Regions from separate parts of the Mus musculus genome. Here region 2 is linked to region 1. The links are chromatin contacts, called in public Hi-C maps. All regions are on one chromosome and are shown on one strand. Each heading gives the region's core, a stretch centred on a gene start, on an enhancer-like site or on the middle of the called end of the contact. The rest is flanking DNA. Distances are from core to core; before and after follow the strand shown. Region 1 holds the start of Tlr6 (toll-like receptor 6). Region 2 holds the start of Klf3 (Kruppel-like factor 3 (basic)).

The links. A called contact is a pair of places that touch in the nucleus more often than the background predicts.
Region 2: a Hi-C map of granulocyte-monocyte progenitors shows a contact between it and region 1, with 2.6 times the contacts expected there. The contact joins the promoter of Klf3 here to the promoter of Tlr6 in region 1. A contact is called at or near these places in 3 of 39 promoter capture datasets (the C10 cell line, macrophages and pre-B cells), 13 of 484 Hi-C or Micro-C datasets (the AML12 cell line, the Ba/F3 cell line, the C10 cell line and 7 more) and 3 of 115 datasets of contacts at active chromatin or transcription factors (the SCID.adh cell line, effector CD8 T cells and memory CD8 T cells).

Annotation. Positions count from the first base shown.
Region 1 is chr5:64,957,997-64,965,715 of GRCm38.p6, forward strand. It overlaps Tlr6 (toll-like receptor 6), which reads right to left and starts at 2,052. Exons shown (of 2, transcript NM_001359180.2): 1 at 2,027-2,052.
Region 2 is chr5:64,800,360-64,807,782 of GRCm38.p6, forward strand. Klf3 (Kruppel-like factor 3 (basic)) reads left to right here and starts at 3,162. Exons shown (of 6, transcript NM_008453.6): 1 at 3,162-3,432. It overlaps Gm38457, which reads right to left. Exons shown (of 2, transcript XM_006504241.4): 1 at 3,691-7,423; 2 at 2,011-3,600. The coding sequence starts at 3,930. The coding sequence ends at 3,136.

The sequences.
Region 1 (7,719 bases), core at 802-3,301:
GGATGCTCACACCGTGATAAAAACCGTGATAAAAACCGGAAAGATCAGAATGGCTAGGGTAGAAAATGATGGTTCATTCACAACGTGGCACGACATACAGCCTCGGTCACTGCATTAAAAAAAAAAATCCTGCAATATAGCATTAAGTGACCGGAAGGAAGGTTACCACACTGCACACCCACCAAGACTCTAATTTGTAAGAATACAGATTAGAGCATCTCAAAACCCGTGGGGGAAGAATGTGAAAAAATTATGCCTAATGCAAATAGCAGTGATGTCAGGATCAGGGCTTAATTTAATTTTCTTTTTTACAGTTTCAAGTATTTCTAAAATTTCAAAACTTTTAACATCTTCTGGGGTCTCAGGCTATTATCTCTTACAATCTTGTAAAAAGCCGTCTTTATTTGATGTGCCAGGGTGAAGTGATATGGGGGGAGTCCCCCATCTCAGAGGAGGAGGAGGGGGGAAGTTGGAAGAGGAGCTGCATGAGGGGGCACTGATAGGAGAGGGAGCTGATATTGGGATGTAATGTAAATGAATGAGCGAATTAATTAATTAATTAATTAATGGGAAAAGTTGTCTCTAACAGAATTTCAGCTTGGAGTGTGGAGGCGGGCATAATGTTCCACTCCGTGCTGAGGCAGTTGAGGGTTGCCGGGAGAAGAGGAGCCCTTGGTAAGCCTAACTCAGTCCAATATAAGGCAACATAGCCAAGAGTACATGGATAGCACAAGTTGGATTTGATGGGATTGGACGGGGGTGGGTTGGGGGGACACTCAGGTGGGTGGGTGGTTAAGAGTTAGGAAGGGGCGAAGAAAAACACAGTGTTCAAAATTCTCAAAGAACTAATCAATTAAAGCTCTCTTAAAATATACCCCGCCAAAAAGTTTTATATGCAAGCATGCTTGTATTATTTATGATATAAATACACACATAAAGAGGGCCCAACCTCTTCAACAAGGTGGCAGAGAATGGACATTCACGGATGAGGTCCCCTCCTACAAATCCCCCTCCCCCACCCCCCGAGGGCAGCTTACGTGTCTATGTTCAAGGGACTGTCATTCATTCAGCTGCCATGTCCCCCACATGGATATGCGCGTCCTGGAAGATGCTCAGAACCTCGAGATGTTCCTAGGGTGCACATTCTGGCAAACAGCCCCAGACTTTAATGAATTCGTAGGTAGCATGGGTGGGACAAAGGGGAAGGTTTATTTATTTATTTTAAAGGAAGTATGAGGAGACAATAAGAATTTGCTTAATACATCAAACAGAAAGTGAAAGAGAAAAGAATAGTCAACCACAAAACCAAAAGTGGTGGCGGATGGAGGGAGCGCCGTAAAAACTAAAGCTATGAGAAAAGGGGGGTGGGGGGGAGGGTTGTAATCAAGTCAACACAAGCACAAGAGAAACCTGGCTCTGTCAAACTTTGGGTTTGAAGGCCAAGTGCCAGCTTCCGGCTGGATTCAAAGTTACAAAGAGTTTGGGAATCTTGATCTCAGTCACTTCCACCAAATGTTTCTTCAGATTCTTCTGTGGACAAAGGGCACGGCAAAAACTAGCGCAGCGGAAACGAATTCACATAGGAGGGACAGAATTAAATCCTTCCTCCAAAACGCTCATAAATTAGTGAGAGGTACAGACTAATAAAAGATTATAGTACCACGTGATGAGGAAACAGAACACTGTTTTTATACACACAGCCCAGTGTGCTGTCACGACCACAAAAGACTACAAAACTTCGTGAAAGGAGAAAACAGCCCAAACCAACGGGACAGGAAAAGTCACAGAAGTCGACTCACTTCCTTGGCTACCGCTGAAATGCCAGCTGTTGTCTGTCTACCCGAAAGTCACAGAAAATTCTTAGGTAGTCCAAACGACAGCCACGCTTTAAAACACCGCCACAAAATCGTTTTGTAAAAATTTCAAAGAAAGGTTACCTATTTCCAGCACTGACGGTACCATTTTCTTTCTCGATTGAAATATCAACGCAGTAATTTGAAAAATCCAGAAAAGCCTTCTTACTTACCAAGACTTCCTTCTCCGAATTTCTCTGAAAAAATAAGTTGCTTGACCAACCCTAGTCCTAAGCCTGGGAACCACGGTACTTAGGAGTGGTTTGGCGTCATCTCTTGGTACTCGTTGGAATTACCCCGTGTATAAAACCCTTCCAAAGCAGAGGGGCTCTGAGCTGCCGTCTATAAATCTTTGCTTCAATCTTTAGATTCATATAAACAAGCAGATTATGAACATTTTGGTGTTACTACGAGTATTTATTTAAGGTATGTTTTGTCTGCTTTTTGGTTTTTATTTTTGTTTAGTTTTGTTGTTTGTTGTTTGTTTTGTTTTATTTCAGACTGAATTTTAAATTGCCACCAGGATAGAAGTTAGGAGATTCAGTTCTGTGCTGTGACAATCCTTCATATTTCCCCTACAAAATCACCACTGTCATTCGAGCAAGGTTTCAGCACCTTGGGACTGACAGAGATACTTTAAAAACAAAATAAGCTTAAAGCTCATGGCGTGCTTTTTGGAAAGCCGGTTTTCAAGAGAAGTTTCAGTGTCAATACACATTTAGCCAGCCTCGACAGTTTGTCAACATTCACTACTACTGGGAGCTTCAGTTCTTAATTCGGGAAGAGCAAGCGATGCTGGTCTTCTTCCACAGCAGCTTAGAACTTGGTTTTCTAAAGACTGTTTAGAATTTGAGAAACACGTTTAGTCAAGGCTGAAAGGCAAAGAGGATGAAGGGCAGACACTTTGAGCAGGTGTCCCTGTATCCCGGCTTCTCACTCGATTAACTAGATGATCGTCTCCTAATTGATCTCTCTGGCTACCATCATCTCGTCTTTGAACAAAAAAACAAAAACAAAAAACTACCAAGACTGTACGTTGGCCAATGATAAGCTGGAAATCACTTCTGCTTTCGGGAGGAAACGAAGAAGAACATCTTACTGCTCATAGTCACTCAGCAAACATAAGAGGAAGTCTTCTCCGAACTGGGGAGGCTCAGCAAGGAGTGATGGGGCAAAGCTGGCAACTAGTGTGTGGAGGGAGCGAATGAGTGGAGATATCCAGACCCGACTGGAGACCTAGGCAGAGGGGAGAGGAGCCAATGAGATGCAAGGGATGGCAGGCAACACTGGGCCTGCTTCTTAAGAAACCACATGATTCAGAGGTATACACACAAGCTTGAGCAAGCACGCACGCACGCATACAGGCACACACATACGTGCGCCTAGCATTGAAGAGCGGTCACATGACTCACATCTCGGTTGTATTGCACAGTAATGATGACCTTTGGGGATGCAAGTGCTACTCCTGTTGAAGCTGTCACAACTCTAAGGGGAAGGGTAGAGCCAACCTAATTCATGCAACTCACATGGAAGGGACCACATGACAGGAAAATGAGCAGAAAAGAGAACACATTGGGCTGAGTGCCTCGCTTAGCCAACTGTGTAGCTTTGGGCAAGTTGTGTAACCTCACTGAGATTATTTTTTCATCTACAGAACAGTCAGAGTTGTGATTTTTTTTCGAGGGATGATAATGAATACCAAGCAGCTGGAATGATAACTGACAAAAAAAGAAGCCACAAGAGTAGGAGATTTGGATTCTGTGAAAGCCATGTTTTCACATGGGAAAGTAGAAAGATCATAGAGCATTGAGATCACATGAAGCAAATCAGGAAGCAGAACTATGGCCTAGCACGCATATACAGGGCTCGTCTTCCTGCCAGCTTTACTCTGGGCATTTTACAAGTACTTACCAACACTCATAAAGGTGCTGGGAGATAAGTGTTCTACCCCCACCTCACACTGGTTCAGGAGTAGCTAAGAAATGGACTGGTCAGGGGCAGGCCGTCCCAAGACTGTGCTCAGCATCACAGTGTGCCAGGTCCCAAGTCTCACATAAGGAGACACCGAGAGGTAGCCATTTGACTCAGAAGCCGGAACTCAGGTTCAGAGTCAGAAGCCGATGGATGCCTGCGGCCAGAAGGCAGAGGGAGCACCACCCTGCCTTCACTTCCAACTGTCTGATTTCTAGAGCCATAAGAGGAACACATTGCTGTTGTTTTAAGCCACGTGGCTAAAGGAAATTTCCTATATCGGCCACAGGAGACTAGTAGCATTATCACATGCATATACTGGAACACATACAATGCTTTTCTTCAGAACTCTTGTCTTCCAGCATAACTAAGAGAGAGTCCCATTCACCATGTTATCCCCCTTTGTCCTTTAAAAAATACCATATATGATGTTTCATATTTTATGAGATAGCATCTTACAAGTGGGTCTCATATCGTCCTGCCTCGGCTCCCCGGTGTTGACATTGCAAGCATGCGCCACCCTATCCGATTTTATGTGTTATGCTACTTTAATTTTTTTTAAATGTCACAGTGGGATAAATAAGATAATATAGCCTAAAGCCAGTTAATATCCTGTCGCAGTTCAGACAGAAGGAAAACATTATTAAGTACTGATATTAAAGCTAACATTTGCTGTTGAATTTGTGGGGAAGACAAACCACGGACTGAATTAAAATGGTATTTGTAGTGCGTACAACCATGTAATGGTATCCAAACTATGTCAGGTTTTCCACACATCAATAAAAATGTGACTGAGAAACCCAAAGGGCGGGCACAAATTAAGCCAAGAATATAATCGGATGGATTGGGGGCGGGGCTAGAAATGGGTCTAACACGAGAAAGCACACGGCGAAGCATCCTCACTGCCTGTGGGAAGATACAGACACTACTCAGTGCACACTCCTGAGATAGACAAAGAACAGGACACTCAGAGATACCAAGTATGAGTCAGAATGTTAGAAACAGGAGCTTACCAACACTTCCCGTGCTCCCAAATTGTTAAAAAAGGCTCAGAGGAGCCAGATGTTGACACCATTTTTGAAGCTCTTCTCATGACTCTTGGTGTCATAGGAGGATCTAGGCACTGAGACCTGCATACTAGCCTGGTGTCTGGCTCCTAGCTGCATCCTTATAGGACCCTGGAGGCATCTGCCCTTGACTTTCTGATTTCCCCATCTCTGTCTTTCCTTCCAGCATTTGAAACCAGTCCTTGAAATCAATCACCAACTGATCTCAACCATTCTGCCTGATGTTTCAGGTTTGGTGTTTGGTTCACTAAGTTGAGCACCAGCCCTTCACTAATTCAGGTTTTGGTAGTTGAATAGAACACCCCTGATTGTACCCGAGATGCTGTTAACACCAGCCATGATCTGGCTTGTAAGCATTCTGATTTCTATTTCTAGCTCAAGTCTTTCCCTCTGATGCCAACAGTTCCCCAGTCTCACTGCACAGAAACATCATGGGCCACCCCTTCATTATACCTCTACGTTCGTTCTCAGCGACCTCACTCCTCTCTTCTCAATCCAAATTAAGTCACTGTTTCCCCAGGACCACATTGCCAGAGTGACTTAACAGAGTTGCCAGTAAATATTGACACTACCCAGGGCTGGTCTCATGTGGACTTCAGACCGTGTCCTGGCCTAAAGGAGGTGCCATTCTACCAGCTTTTCACCACTCTCCCTTGGCCCAACACCCTCCTACCCTTTCTCACGCCCACCCTTGTCCTCTGTTACTTGCCTGACATCACTCTCCCTTGTTCATTCTTAGCTGATGATGCTTCATATTGCACAGATAGGCCTCTTCAGAAGAGCAGTGCTTTACAGTCTGCCGAGCTCTGCCAGTTGACCTGAACAGCTCTATCCTTCCCTTGTGGAGCAGAAGACTCACTTTTGCCTTGTCTACACAGTAAATCTCTCTTGCAATTATCCTTTCTCCACTTGTGGTGGTTTGAATAGGAATGGCCCCAGTAGATTCATGTCTTTGAATGCTTGGCCCGTGGGAGTGGCACTATTAGGAGGTGTGGCGTTGTTGGAGTAAGTGTGACTTTGTTGGAAGAAGTGTGTCACTGTGGAGGCGGGCTTTGAGGTCATGAGTGTGTGTGTGTGTGTGTGTTCAAGCTTTGTCCAGTATAGAAGCCCTGTCTCCTCCTGACTGCCTTGAGATCAAGATGTGGAACTTAAGACTCCTCCAGCCCCATGTCTGCCTGAACACTTCCATGCCTCATGCCATGATGATCATGGACTAAACCACTGAAACTGTAGCCAGTTCCAATTCAATGTTGTCCTTTATAGGAGTTGCCTTGGTCCTGGTGTCTCTTCACAGCAATAGAAACTCAAGCTAAGACACTGCTTTAATGTCAATGTTATTCTTCCCTAGTGTGGGATTTCTGACCTACACATGATGTTGCAGTTTTCTTCACCTCTAAAAAGCAAAGCTCTTACTTGAAGGCTCGGTCTCCTCATCCTTGGTCCTCCTCACACCGCTGACTTATTTCCCCCATTCACTGTCACTAATTATTCTCCTCTTGTTTCATTAGATACACACCAATCCCTGCTGCTCAAGAGAGATAGCTCATTAACTGACCATCATGGTGCCAAATAAAAGGCTCAGGTTTCATTTTCATCTCGTTTGAATCATCGAGCAACATTTTATGTGGTTGAAACATCTTTGGTTGGAGTTAGTTCAAGACTAACTATGTAGCCTTGGCTGTCCCGAACTCTTTCTTTAGGCCAGGCTGGCCTTGAACTCACAGAGACCCACCTGCATCTGCCTCTCGAGTGCTGGCATTAAAGGTGTACACCACCATCACCCACCTTGGTTGAAACATCCTGAAAGGTTCTCTATCTGGGTGTTCTGGTCACCCATCTTCCAGCCCCTTTTCTTGAGTTCTCTGTGAGCTCACTGACATTCCTTCCCACCCTCTTGGGTCCTTTCTTGGGTCTCAGGTCTTCTGTTTTGATGATGAGATAGCTAAGGTCAAGGGCACCATCCCCATCTCTGGGTCACAGGGATAAGTGACTTTTCTATTAAAAAATGTGAAGGATTCTCTTCTACTCAAAAGTATAGATGGACCCCAATCCTCTCACCCACCATGCTCTGGGCCTTACAGGTTCTACAGAACCTCTATTTTTCCTAGTGTGCTATCAAGTTAGCTCCCTCCCCCCCCCCAACCCCTCCTGCCCAGTAGAAGCAGCATTACTTGCTACATAATGCATGCTTTTGAAAAGTTGTGTTGAAAGCCTGGGGGGCTACTCAGTGAGTGGTTAAAGTGCTTGCCAAAGGAGTGTGAGGGCTGGAGTTTAGATCCCCAGAGTCCAAGTAAACACTGGGTGGGCTTGGCAACCCACCTGTAAGTCTAGCCTTGAAAGGCAGAGATGGGATTCTCAGAGCAAGCGGCTGTGGCGACTAGACAGATCAGTGAGCTCCAGGTTTGGACAATAGGTCCTGTCTCTTTGACTAAGTAGGAGAGCATTTGAGGATGATTTCCAGCATCCACCTTCTGCTTGCATATCACGTGTACTCACATATATGCACACTCCCTCACATGTGCACACATACATGCAGATGTGTACACACACACATACCACATACACACATGAAAAGGAAAAATGTTGACTAAACTCTTCAACCATGCTGAATCACAATGGACAGCAATTGGGACTTGTCTGGTAAAGGCAGCCCAACTATTCTGTTTCTAACCTCTTGGAGGAGAGTATATACAAAGACAGTTATTGCAACATTCTCTATAAATGAGTAGAATACAAAGCACAGGAAAGATCCACTAACCAGGAAATTGCTACATTGTGACATAGACTAGATGTCTAAAGGATACCAAAAATGAGTGTCCTAGAGCTAC
Region 2 (7,423 bases), core at 1,912-4,411, 160 kb before region 1:
GAAGAAAGGTGAGAGCGCTCCAAGGGCAAGACCCCACCCAGCTAAGCTTCCAAAGAATTATCTTCTCCTAGGAAGGAACAAACACAAAAGCTACAGCAAATGCATTCAAGGGGAACAGGGTCCATCCCAAACTGGCAGCCAAACTGGGCAGTGTCGTCCATGCGATACTGACTTTAGTCATGAAGGCTATATAAATAAAGGGACTGTCCAGTCTCCACGGTTTCAGAGTGCCACCGAGGCCAGGTCTTTGGCAGAGAAATCTCTTCTCCGGGGACACGAAAGTTACTTGTGTGAAGCTGTGGAAGTGAGGCCCAAGCTGTTAGAGATGCCATATCAGTGAGATATCTACCAAGGAGAGCTGCCCATAAGGCGTGGAATGGACCCAAGAGAGACGAGTGTGTTACCGGCAGCAGAGCTGGAATGTTAGAGACATTTGGCATCAGACAAAGAGATAGAGAACTTTGGAGTTTTTCCCTGCTGCGGTTCAGAGTTGCTTTGCTCCAGTATTTGCTCTCTATACCTCCATCCCTCCCTTTTGAAATGGTTGTGTATATTCTGTGCCACTGTACATTAGAAGCATGTCACTTGCTTTTAAATTTTATAGAAAGTTATAACTAAGAGATTGTCTTGAGCCTTGGAAGAGACTTTGGACTTAGAAATCAGGGTTGGGACTGAAAGACTATGAGGACGTTTGAAGCTGGACTAAATGTGTTTTGCATTACTGTATGGTCAGACTAGAGATGCCAGTGAGCAGAACGTGCTGGTCTGAATGAGATCTTCTTGGGCACCTGAATACTTGGTTTCCTGTTGGTAGCCCTGTTTCCGGAGGTTTGGGAGATGCCTTGCTGGAGGAAGGGGGTTGCTGGGGAGTGGCTTGAGATATCAAAAGGCCACCCCACCCCATCCCCAGTTAGTGCTATGCTTCTCCAGTTCAGAATGTAAGCTCTCAGCAGGTCCTGCTGCCATACCTACCTGGGGCCACACTTTCCCACGGTGATGGTGATGAGGATGAAACCACAAACCCCAAATGAACCCTTCCTTCTCGAAGGTAGCTTGATCATGGCATTCAGCAGAGCAATAGAAAAGTAACTAAGACAGATACCCTTCGGTACAGATAGAAAGGTCGAACCCAAACTGAGTCACCCAAGAAACTGACACATTTAGATCTGTACTTTATTTAGAAAGGACATTCTTACTCCATTGCTTCCACTCTCTTCCCACACCTTTAATCATGCTACAAATGGGAGACACTGTTGCAACAGGGTGTACCAGGGTAGTGGCCAAGGAGTAAGTAATGATGGGAGACAGTTTGGCGATCTGCTAGGGAGGGGCAAGGGTCAGGGATGACTTCAGGCAGTTCCGACTTGCCCACCTGGAAGAGTTTCTGTGTCTCTTGCTGAGCTACTCAGCACTACAAGCACTCAGGCTTTGATTAGATCTTTTTCCCTAGAGGCACCCAAATCAGTGCTCACTAAGGTGTTAACCCCCACCCCCATCCCCACCCTTCTTATCTTGGGCCACTTTTCAAGCCATCTGATCTACTTTATCTTTTTTTTTCTTTCTATCTCTCATTTAAATCCTAGCCATTCAAATATATTGCTAATGATTGGTCACCTAGGAGCAGCAATTTACAAATCACACACACAAACAAAAACCCAACTTTTTCTTTGACTATTTTATTTGGAAATAAACCACCCAAGACCCTCACCACTTACATTTTAAACAGGACATTATACTGGAATGTGAACTAGTGGGTTCTGGGTCTCCTCAGGACAGACAATTTCAGTGTTGGAGGTTACTGGGTTCTAGTTTAATTGTACCTTGTAGTTACAACAAGGAGTGGGGAATCTATGTATCACTACGTTTTAAGTAGTACCATGCCTGGCTGAAGCATCAAAGTGAAGTGAGAATGGTGAACTTACAGGGCCTTTAAAACATCTTGAAGTAATAACAAGCCATAGACTGAAGCCGGGTTGTTTTAAAACATTACACAGAACTAAAACAATTGAACCAATTTGTCCTTTGTTCTTTTTATTGCGTTCCTTATTACATTAATACTGTTTTAAAAGGAAACTCAAAAGCCTCCGACTCTAGCCTAGCACCAAGCTCAGCGAAGTTGTCCTCGCGCTGGCCTGGTTTCCACGGAAAAAGTGCCTTGAGGCTCTTAAAGTGTGAAAGGAAAGGTCCCGGGGCTGAGCCCCAGGCCAGCCAGAGCTCTCGCCCCAGGTGGGAGGATCTGCCCGAAGTTTGCTAAATTTTCTGGCAGCAAGGCTGACCAGCGAACGCCTTTTCGCTCCAGAGCATCGGGCCCTTGGGGAGTCGCACTCCTCCGGGGGTCTCCACCTTTCCAAGAAAAGTCCCTCCAGGCTGGAAGCGGCCCCTGCAGGGTAGGCGAAAGAACAGGGGCGACCCGAAGTCTCCGAACAGCGCCAGCGCGCAGGCTGCAGCGCGACCCCTGTGCACAAGGCAGCGATCGCTCCTGGAGCACCGCGCTCCCCGACGTAGGGACAGGGCATCCTGGGCCGCAACACCCGCTCCACCGCCCTCTGCCCGGGAGGGGCGGCCCTTCCCGCGGGAGCGAGTGATTGACGGCCTCGCTCCCCCACTCCTCGGCTCGCCTGCGAACCCGGGCTGTGTGTTTTGGAAGCGGCGCTAGGGGCCGTAGAGCGTGTGACGCCCGGAGCGGGCCAACGCCGCCCTTCCTTCCCCCCGGGGCTCGGGCCGCAGCGAGGAGGCCAGGACAGCTAGGGCGGGGCCGCGGGCTCAGGGCGCCGGGCGGAGCGCTCAGGCGGGGTGGAGGCCCAGGGTGGAGAGCCGGGCGGGGGCCGCTCACGCCCAGCCCCGAGGCCGCGCCGCGCCTCCCGGGACAGGTCGAGCCGGCGGGGCGGCGCCCGGCTCCGGGGAATAATGAGTGTCTGTCAGGCTGGCCCCGGGTGACTGGGCGGGGCGCGGGCGGGGGCGGCGCGGGAGGCGGGGGCGGGGAAGGGCAGGGCGGGGTGCGTGTTTGCCAGTGACTCGCCGACCCCTCCGGCGGCTGCCTCCACCCAAGTGGGTGGGGACCCCTCCCAGCCCGGGCGGCTGTGGCGGCTCCCGCTGCCCCTCCCTGACCCTCCCACCCCGGCTCCCAGCCTCTACTTACCCCGCCAGCCCCGGGGAGGCTCGCAGAGCGAGCGGCGCCGGCGTCATGTGACTGCCCAGAGTTGGTGCCAAGGAGCCAGAGGGGAGCGGGGAGCCGAGCCGCGCGGAGCCGCGGCCGGAGCGCAGTGCGAGCGCCACCCGAGCCAACCCCACCCGCGCGTCCGTGCGGTCGCGGTCCCTATCCCGGACGCCGTCCGGCCCGAAGCGCTTGACCTGCCGGCCCGCGGGGTTCCGGGCGCCGGGGAGCCGGGCCTGGGTTTCTTGGCCGCTGCGCTCGGCACCGCGCTTGGCAGAGTAAGTCCCCGCGCCCTCACCTTGCCGTCCTGCGCCCCGCTTTGCGCCGCATCTGCTTGCTTCTCTCTCTTTCTCTCCTTTTTTTTTTCCCTTCGGAGAAAGCAGGACGCGGAGAACGGGTTCGGGGTGCAGCGAGGGCTCCTTCGGGCTTGGGAAAGTGCTTCGGAGCTGGGGTGGAGGAGCGAGGGGGAGGGGATGGCGGGCGGGATCGTGGGATAGGGGAACTCGGTGGATTGGGAGCCCGCGGGCGGGGCTCACCTGTGTGGTCCCGGGTCCCCCGCGCTCGGTTCCCATCGGAGCCCCCGGCGCACCCCGCGAGCGGCCGCGTTGGAAGGAGCCAGGTAGCGGCGAGGCCGCGCGCCTGCTCCTCCCCCTCCCGCCTGGACTCGGGGCTCCCGCCCCCCGCCCGCGCCCCCCAGCTGCCGCCCAGCAAACTTGGAGCCCAGCCTCCAGCGCCCCTGGCGAGAAACTTGGGGGCGATTGGGACTGAAGAAGCATCCCCTTTTCCGTACCCGGAGCGCGCTAACTGCTGGGTCATTTGGCTTGTGGGGGAAGGCAGGGGGGAGGAAAAGAACCACCGAGGTTTGGAGAGACTGCCTTTGGGGACTTGGAGAGAACCTGCCGCAGTGCCTGAAGCAAAGGATTGCAGCGTGGCTAGCAGTGCAGAGCGCCTTCGGTGTTAGGGAACCGGAGCCCTGTAGGGACCACAGGACAGTGGTGTGGACCAGAACCTTTGGATAGCTTGGAGGTGGCAAATAAGAGTTGGAATTGTCATATCCATGTCTTTGGCGGATAACAGAAACACTTCTGTAAATTTTTACTGCAGTACTTACAATAGTAGTATTTTACAATAATACTAATTGAATATGAATGAGCCTTTGAATAATTCAGGTTAAATGGACACTGGATAATGTTTACCTTGTATTCTTCAAAATAAACACTTTACACAGAGTCATTGAGATTTTATTTTACACGGAGTCATGAGATTTGGTTCTAAGAACTTATATTTTTTTTCCTCTAATATTGTTGGAGATACTTTATTCTCAAGAGTGGTGTTGGGGGGGAAGTATGAATTGGTATTCTGAATTCATTTGGATTTGATATCTTGTCACTAAGCAAAATTGAGTGAACGTGGGCCAGTTAAGATAAATGAGAACTTTATGCATAAATTTGAGGAACACTTTTTATAAGAAATTCTGCTTGCATGATAACTTGCCTCATCCCAGGAATGTAACAAACATCTTAATAATTTTGTAAGTTAGGGTTTATGAAGAAAGAGCCCCCTGAGTTATTCCGTGGCTTAAACGTGCGTGTTTACCTTAGGCTGTTTAGAGAAACCTGAAAGAAGATGTTTGATTAATTTATACTCCCTAGAGAAAAATCAGTTTTCTCATCATTGAGGTTTGCTGCAGACCGTCGCCGCTAGCCAAGTCCTGTGGAGGTGCTCTGTAGTGACCATTTGGCTGAAATTAAGGAGAGTATCAAAGTGTAGGAGTGACAGTAGCTGCTTGGGTTGCAAACCCTTCCCAATACAAAACTACATAGCTGTGGAGGGAGCTATTGTCTCTCTGCTGCAAAGTTTCTATATTAAAATGCAATCTTGTTGCTATGGGTACAGCGATGCCTTTCCCCCCTCCCCCCCTTTTTTTTCTTGTTAACCTGTAGTTTTGTCTACAGACCAATCCGTAAGTCCCTGATAATGGAAACCTGAGTTGAGTTAAATCATCTTGGCTAACAACATGTAAAGAAAAAACTACTGTGGGTGGGACTTTAAATGGACCCTGCTGCCTTTGAATATCTCAGGGAAAAGAGTCATTGTTAGATTATCTGGTAAAACTGGTGCTGGAGTTTACGAATTGCAGTAAAAATCACATTCCCAAAAGGGTGACTTTCAGTAGCTTTATGTGGAGAACCAGTGAGTAGCTATGTCCTTGACTACATTTGAAAAAAAAAAAAAACGAGATTTTCAAGTGGCTAAAGAGGCCAAGTCTGTCTTCTGTCTAGCTGTGACCAAAGGAAGCTTGAACTAGGTCCAGCTTTGGTTCTGTGGGATAACCCAGTTGTAACCTGGATTTTTACAGCAGTGCCTTCTCTAGATCTTCCTCAATATGCATGATGGCTAGATCTGGGCTAGATCTGATCATTTTCCATCGTAGAATTTAGTCAGGGCTGTTAGCCCTTGGGACCTGGCTGAAAGGGACAAAAGAAATCAGGAAGGAGGCTGGCACTAGGTAACTCGGAAGGTCTCTGCAGCTTGGAGATGATAAAATCGCATGTGTGCTTGGGATGTTTAGTGTATGCCCCAGCTCCTGTTTGTAAATAGGGCAGGTCCCCTTGTATAAAGCTGGTGTTATTATTCACACCCATAGAACAAACACCTCCACCCCCCTGTTGTTGTCTTAAAAAACTCCAGCTGCTCATGAATATAGGGTCAGGGAGGGCTGGCTAAATGTTTCTCTGTGCTCTCTCTCCAGCACTGCCGGCCGGGCTGTTTCCTGTTCTTTGTTTCAAGGCTGGGGTTTGCGTCATACATTCCAAGTGGCATATGTGTGCTCTTTCCTGTTTCAGGCTGTTTTCTGGTCGATCAGTAGCCTAAACCAGGCCATGGTCCCTGCCCCTAAACTTTGTATCCCCACCCAGGGAGCTATCATGTCTCTACACTGTGATTGCTCAAGATGCCTGTGTTATGTCATAATTGAGAAGTCAGTTAACCTTTTAACACACACCCTTTGCCCCACTGTTAAAGGGGCAAATCGATACTTTTTACCTTTTAAAAGTTATCCCGCTGATGGGATGTTAGGGATTTTGTGGGCATATGGACAAATCTAAAGGAAGGTGTTTTTGCAGTTTTCCTGTGAAGGTGGATACAGCCATTGTCGGGAGATAGGCACACTGCCCTGGAGCTGTCAAGTTTAGATCAGGATTAACACCTTGGAGTTAAAGATCTGGCATTATGCGAAAGCTCTGGCCCACCCTTGCTCATTTTCACTCTGGGCTGCCCCAGGTAGACCCAGGGGATGGAAAATTTAAATAGCTTAGCCACCTGGGCTTGAGTTGCAGAGTCTTGCTTGTTTTGAAGGAGAAATCTCTAGAAAAAATTATTCAAGCAAACCATGACATGTATCAAGAAAAAAAAAAATCCAGGGTTATTTCTTTTAGGGATAAAGATTAAACCAGCAGAATATTTTTTAAGGGCAAAGACTACTATATCCTAGAGGTGATTTCTAGCCCATGTTAAGAATAAAAATCTTAAGGAAAAGGAGAGGTAGGTGCTGATTGGTTTTCTTGAATGATGGTGTGGAAAATTGTAATCTTGTTTTGAAAACAGAGAGATGCGTATCTTTCTCATAATAATCAGTTTTTCAATCTTTAGCTCGTGGCCTCCACAGTCTGGATAAACTGTTTAGTAAGTTTCTCTCTCTCCCTGCTCTTGAGAAACTTTTTCTTTAAAAGAAAGAGTTGGGGGTGGGGACTTTTATGTGTCTTTTTCAAACTTACTTGGGGATTTTCTTTAAGACCTAAAGGAATGGTCTACAGTTTGAGATGGACTTATTTAAGAGATGACTGGACGCAAACCAGCCCTGAGCCACCAGTCTTGAGAATAGCTAGTTGCTTCAAATATCTCGTCCTGCTAAGAGTTACAAAAGGAAGATATAACATGATTGAAGTGAAGTAAAGATTCCAACAGCCTCATCTATGAAAGTTACTAGAGTCAAACAGTAGGCTAATGATACTTTCCTTGAAAAATTACAAGAGTCTTAGAAGTCCCCAGTAGTGGTTTGATTTGGTTTCTGGGGTTTTTTTTTGTTTTGTTTTTTTCTTTTTTTCTTTCTGCCTTAGAACAAAGGAACTTGAAATATTAAGCTGTACTGAGAACCAGAGACCTTTGAGCTGAAGTTCATAAATGATTTAAATTGAAATACAGAGTTAGTAACAACCAACTAGATTGAGTAGGCAGTCTTGATGAGGTTGGTTTACTCCGATCGTCCCT